2 separate regions of the Mus musculus genome follow, and region 1 is linked to region 2. Evidence: chromatin contacts called from public HiChIP or PLAC-seq data. All regions are on one chromosome and are shown on one strand. Each heading gives the region's core, a stretch centred on a gene start, on an enhancer-like site or on the middle of the called end of the contact. The rest is flanking DNA. Distances are from core to core; before and after follow the strand shown. Region 1 overlaps Cspp1 (centrosome and spindle pole associated protein 1). Region 2 holds the start of Mybl1 (myeloblastosis oncogene-like 1).

Evidence for each region. HiChIP or PLAC-seq counts read pairs in DNA pulled down with a chosen protein or histone mark.
Region 1: a contact with region 2 is called in an H3K4me3 HiChIP or PLAC-seq map of embryonic stem cells, with 2.8 times the contacts expected there. The contact joins the enhancer-like site here to the promoter of Mybl1 in region 2. A contact is called at or near these places in 2 of 39 promoter capture datasets (neutrophils and second pharyngeal arch cranial neural crest), 1 of 484 Hi-C or Micro-C datasets (the N1E-115 cell line), 3 of 115 datasets of contacts at active chromatin or transcription factors (embryonic stem cells, large pre-B cells and stem cell-derived neural progenitor cells) and 2 of 9 other capture datasets (adipose tissue and liver).

Annotation. Positions count from the first base shown.
Region 1 is chr1:10,084,422-10,087,626 of GRCm38.p6, forward strand. It overlaps Cspp1 (centrosome and spindle pole associated protein 1), which reads left to right. Exons shown (of 30, transcript NM_026493.3): 12 at 1,326-1,531. Among named protein-coding and RNA genes, the nearest start is that of Cspp1, 48 kb to the left of the region's middle. Within about 2 kb of position 1,465, at least 14 of the 459 cell types and tissues checked have an H3K27ac peak or open chromatin away from gene starts, as enhancers often do. A contact at or near this core is called in embryonic stem cells, where this site is marked.
Region 2 is chr1:9,698,907-9,701,759 of GRCm38.p6, forward strand. Mybl1 (myeloblastosis oncogene-like 1) reads right to left here and starts at 1,303. Exons shown (of 15, transcript NM_001290397.1): 1 at 1,029-1,303. The coding sequence starts at 1,048.

The DNA of each region.
Region 1 (3,205 bases), core at 215-2,714, 390 kb after region 2:
ATTCCTGTCATACACATTTTAACCTTACAAGTCAATCCTGACCCAGGATGGATCATATTCTTTTTATAGCTGCTTGAGGAGCTGAGGCCTCTGTGGGCTACAGAGTAAGTTTACAGTGAGTCTGGCATCTTAATAAGGCTCACAAAGTAAAGTAAACAGCAAACCAAGGGAATGTAAAGGATCAGTAGCTCAGTGGGGAGCTGCTGCTTAGCAGGGTGAGGCCTTACACTTAATCCCTGGTTCCCAGTAACAGGGAGGAAACACCCTTCCCGAAAGTATGGCCTGCAGGGGGAAAAAAGGGTCCAAAGGTAATTCTTTTTTGTTTCTCATTAAATACCTTTAAAGTAGCCATTGCAATAAAAAATTAGCTTTTCGAAACTTGAGCTTTTTAGTATAATACATTGGCATGTTAAATTTTACAGTATATCGTAGATCTTATTTATTCTGGAATTGAATCACCTAAAGAGTGTCAAGTTGAATAAATATGCATTAGAGGGAATACTTAAATATCATTTAATAAATTTATTAAATTATGAATTATAGTTTTAGTAATTATATAATGATCTATGTTAACAAGTTTATACAACCATATTATTTTATAAATTTATAAAAGAATCATACAAATATGTAAATTATATTCCTATAATTAAATATATGTTATAATAACTTTATATGATAATTATAAAATTTAAAACTGTAGATTAATAAATTTATAAATTATTTTATAGTCTGTAGTAGAACTTATTTATTCTGGAATTGAATCACCTAAAGAGTGTCAAATTGAATAAATCTGTATTAGAGGGAGTAGTTAAAGATTATTTAAGATTTAAAAATTCCATAAAATGATATTCTTGAGTAAAGATTAGTGAGCAGCTCTGGCCTACCCTGTTGTGGCTTTTTTGTAAATTCGTTCTTATTGTGGCACAGCTTCCTTCAGTGCTCACATGATTGTTGTAGGGAGACTGAGGCCTGCAAAGCCTTCCCTAGTGGGTCTCCCAAGTAGCAACTGAGGAGAGATGTGCTGCTGCTGCTGCTGCTGTCTAAGAGAGAGACCTGCGCGGGAGTTCACAGCTGCCTGGACTTGTTCTTTATCCATGTACTGATCATGAGCCTGCAGGTGACTTACCTGCTTCTCGGCAGTCTCAGTTTCCTGCTTATAAAATAAGAAGCAGATCTTTAAGGTCTTTTTTAGCTGTAAAATTTTGCTGTTCTGTGACTGTCTTAAGTGCCTGCTGGGGTCCTTGGAGGTCCTTGTCACCCTTAAACTTATGATTCTATGTAACAAACAGGTTCTTTTTTTTTTTTTGTCTTTTTCTTTATTGTAGCCTGATAGACTAAAGCAGTTTAGTTTGACACCAAGACACTTTGAAGAGATGCCACCTGAGAGGCCCAGAGTAGCTTTCCAGACACCTCCCCCTCCCTTCTCTGCCCCGTCTAGCCCATCCGTCCCACCAGTTCATTCCGCCCCTTCTCACAATGAAGACTTGCACAGTGGACTCGGCAGCACCCTTGGTGAACTGGCGCATCCCAGGTGCTTGTTTAAATGTTTGTCTTTGGGAATTAGGGTAGGCCGCGTGTGCTCCACCTTACAAGGGTGTGCTGCTGCAGATGATGCTTCCGAGATGCCTCAGGGCCATGAGCAACTTCGCTGAGGAGTTTTTTTCTTCTTCATTGTTATTGATACTTCTTCTCTGCTGTTAGAAAAAGGAGAAATCTTCAATGTTTTTATCATTTACTATTTTTAAAATGAATTAGTAACTACATGTTAGTATAAGGTATGCATTGTTCAGTTATTTCCACTTGGCAATCATTGAATTGTTTCTTCAGCTTATTCCAAAAAATTTACTAATCTGGTACATGTCTGTCTGGCTTAACAGTTTTCTCTGGGCTTACTCTTGGGCTGTTGGGATTATAACCCTGGATTTCATATTGAACATGTCATTTCTATAGGGAAAACACATTATGCTAATCTATATATAATAGAAACCCTGTAACACGAATATTTTCTGGCCTGTAATTATTAATATACTAATTATAGGAATATCTTTACATTTGTAGATGTTTTTCTTAATCTTCTAATACATTTCTGAGATATCTTTCAGCAGGACTTGGTCTTTTATTTGTTACTAACAAACTGTGGGGCTTTTCTTACAGCCTTTCTCAGGTACTTCCTTCATTTTCTTCAATGGCTTCCCTACTCCAAAGGCTGAGAGACTGGAATTAGAGAGCCACAGTGCTTTCTGTTGTGGGTTAGAGGCTGGAGTAGTCGGCTTCACTGGACTTTATGCAAAAAAGTTTTCTCATTTGTAAAAGGTGATGGTAGTACTTGACATAGTTAGAGGGCTGATGTAAACATTAGTTTTCTATGTATAGATACAATTTAGGAGTTGCTGATAATAGATTGTTTTCATAACAGTTACTCAGGTTGTTTTTGCTGGCGTCTGCACTGATGATGGTGAGGTTAGACTCACTGACTGACCAATAACGTGTGGAACCGCTGCCTACCGAAGAGACTTTGGTGTTACCTCAGCCCTCAGATTCTTTAAGGCAAAATATGTTAATGTTTGAGTAAAAAAACCTAGAGTCTCCCCTTTTTCTTTGTTTATCTAAAGTTATTTGCCTTTGCCATTTCTATTAGTGAAGAGTAAATCCTGTGCTGGTAGAAGCACATTTGCTCCTCAGTGAGGAAATGTGGAAGGACAAGGTTTTATACATTTTAAATTTATGAACTCTTAAATATATCAGGGCCATATGGATTCTCAAGTAGCCACATTGTGGTTTAACTTTCTGTGAAAAAGCAGTAGGTTTTACATATAAAAAATATACCCTTTGGGTCGGGGAGATAGCTCAGTCAGTAAAAATGCTGGGTGTTGTGGGATGAATTTGTGTTCTCAGTGCTGGCAGGCAGAGACTGGATACCTGGGGCTTGCTAGCCAGCCAGTGTAATTAGTGATTTCTTGGCCAGTGAGCAACCCCATCTTACAAACAAAGTGGACAGCTCCCCAGAACTTACATACAAGGATGACTGCTAGCTTGTGCATTTGTACATACTCATGTGACCAGCCTCTCCTACACACACGAGTTCCTATACACCATGTGTGTGCAGCTATTGACATGCATAAACATACTCATGCTATGCACTCCCTTGCCCACACAGAACCATTTGTAATCCTGAGGTGGCGGAGCTCTTGGTCCTCCCTCTCTG
Region 2 (2,853 bases), core at 53-2,552:
AAAGTAATTATGTCATAATTAAATTTATGTTGATATCTGCAGAACCAACCTACATATAGAAGAATATATGAATAAAGCCAAGTATTTTATGCGTAGTTATTTTAAATCAAACTCTGCAATGAATGACTCTCAGTACTAAATTTCAGCTCAGGGAATATGACTCTTAGATTTTGAAGCTGTGTATCTAGATAAATGGAAATTCTGAGAAATACTTTTCAGGTTTCCTTAATACTGAAAATCGAGACACTAGATTTTTTTGTCATCTGATTATGCCACACAATTTAGGAGTAGCTATTACAATAGCATAAAATAAAAGTTAGGTGCATAAAGACATCCTAGCACATCTTTCTACAACAACAACATTGTGTCCTACTTGTTACAATGCCGATACAATCAGAATCAAACATGAATACTTGAGATACAAAGTAACTAAGACACATTGGTTTAGGATCAAGTTTACTCGATAGTAACAACGTAACAATGTCCTCAGAAGATACTAAGAAAAAGAAAAGCTCAGAAGAGCAGTGCGCACAAGGGAGATTTAGCGAATTCCCTTCTCAAGATTTCCCAGAACCGTGCCCGCCCAGGTTTGTCAAGGAGATCTGTTTTGATTTGGCACGATTAAGTCAGAGGAGAGAACCCCATTTCAAGTCATCCAGGCAAACACAACCGCTTCCCCTGGCGTGGCGTATCCCCTGACAGTGGGCAAACTTACCTGGCAAGAAACCTCCCTGAAAGTGGCTGTGAGAAGTTAGAAGTCTGGGCGTGAGCTGTGGGAGAATCCGTCAATGCAGCAACCTGAGCATTTGTTAGAGAGAGTCCTACACACAGTCGTCTAATAATGATGGAGTCTAATAATGATAGATGCTCTCAGGCCAGCGCGGCCGAAGCGGGTGTGGGACACCCACCGAACAGGAAAACCTATGCCCCCCAGGCTCGAGAGGGCCTAAGTGGGGACCAGCAGGAAAGGACAGAGAGCAAGAGTCGAGACAGGGCCGCTAGGCCGGGTCCGAGGGGATGGCACCCACCTGCGCGACCTCTTCGCCATCCTTCAAGTACCGCATAGGCGCGGGCTGGGCGGGGACGCGGGGTCAGCCTCCTCCAGCCTGGGGCCAATGCTCCCTCTCCGAGACCCACCCGCCGCTTCCCCAACTCCTTCCCTCAGGTGACCGAGAGCGGAAAGCAGGCCCGGTCAGGTCAGGGCCAGGCGGGACTGAGGGACAGAGGGGCGGACCAAGACCCACTGCTCCTAGCCGCGGCCGGGCCCGGCCAGGGATGCCCTGGACATGTCAGGAGGCGTGCTCCCGCCCGCCGCCGCCCCGCCCGCCGCCGCCGCCTCCGCCTCAGAGCTGCCGGCCCTGCGCCGCTCCGTCACGGGCGCCGACCCCCGCCCTCTCCCCGCAGCGAGCAGCACTGCAGCACTCGCAGCCTCCTGCAGGGTTTTGTCCGCACCGCCGAATCTCGCGCCCAGCCTCCCTCAAGAGCCGCCGTTTGAATCTGCGCACGCGGCCCCGAACCTCATTGGCTGGGGCGGCCGCGCGCAGGGGGGCGGGGGCGGGGCGGCGAGGGCGCGCGCGGCAGAGGGCGGGGCCGGCGGGGCTAGAAGCCAGGATTGGAACTCGCGGGAGTCCCGGAGCGCCGTGGAGCCGGGGGAGGGGCGGGGCGGGATGGGGGAGGCGCGAGGCCGGTTCACGGGCCGAGGTGACAGGACACGGAACGCGGGGTGAGCCACCCAGTGGGGCGCGGAGATTGCTGGGAAGGCGAGTTTCTGCGCCCCGGGTGTGTGCCGGAAGAGGCGCCGGGGCCGATCCAGCCGCCGCCACCTCCGGAGGGGTGCGGAGCGTGCCTCTGGGGCGGGGACAGTCGGGGTCCTGGGCAGGGGAGGACCTCGCGGGCGCTAGTTCGCGCTGTGAGTCTCGCCACTTAAGGGCGCGGTCATCTACTTAACCTTCTAGCCAGGAAACTTGCGCGGCCGTTATTTTCTTAAGCATGTGTGAGTTAGTTCTGCGCCGAAAGGACAAGGAAACTGGCCAAGACCCTGTTGTTGTGTCTTTTGTTTTCCCCAGAGATGAATAAAAGTGTGATAAGTGGGGAGTTGTTATCTCGAGGCTTGCGTGGAACGGGAAAAGGTTGATAGTGCTCCAGAAGCTCAACCTCGTACTCCGTCTACAAAGGGGGCGGGATGCTCTTCGCGGGGAACCCAGAGTCCCGGAGGTGCGCCTGAAAGCTGGAGTAACTGAAATCTTGCATAGGGGAAGGGGCCTCTTACAGTTGCAACTTCTCAACAGTTACACGGTTAAAGAAGCATACAAGGAGATTATTAACTACAGTAGCGATTAGACACGGCGAAGAGCCCAAATTTGCAAGACACCATGCTCTACTGCATAGAGTGATGAACCACAGATCAATGTTGTTACAAACTGACATTTTTTGCTATTTTGAAACTGTACGCATCGTCTTTTGCAAATCAGAGATACAGGTGCAAATACAAATCAAGATGAGCTTGCAATTCAAAACAACCAGGTAGATACACACTCGCTTTTAAAAAAAAAATAACTTCCTTTTTCTCAAGATATATTTTGGGAAGGAAAAGCACTTTTAAATTATTTTCTGAGTTCCATAGTAGCTTCTAAAGAGAGAGACTAATTTAGAAATTAATATTTTTGAGACAAGGTGTTGTTATGTACCCCAGGCTGATCTTGAACTCAGTATAGAGCCCAGACTTTCTTCATGATCTACCTTAGCTTCACCAGGGCTACATGATGGAATGCTCCTCCTAGTCTTCAAATGTCATTTGGAAGCATATTTACTCTTGGGTATGCATTGTTCCATTTTTATTCTAACAGGAAGCAA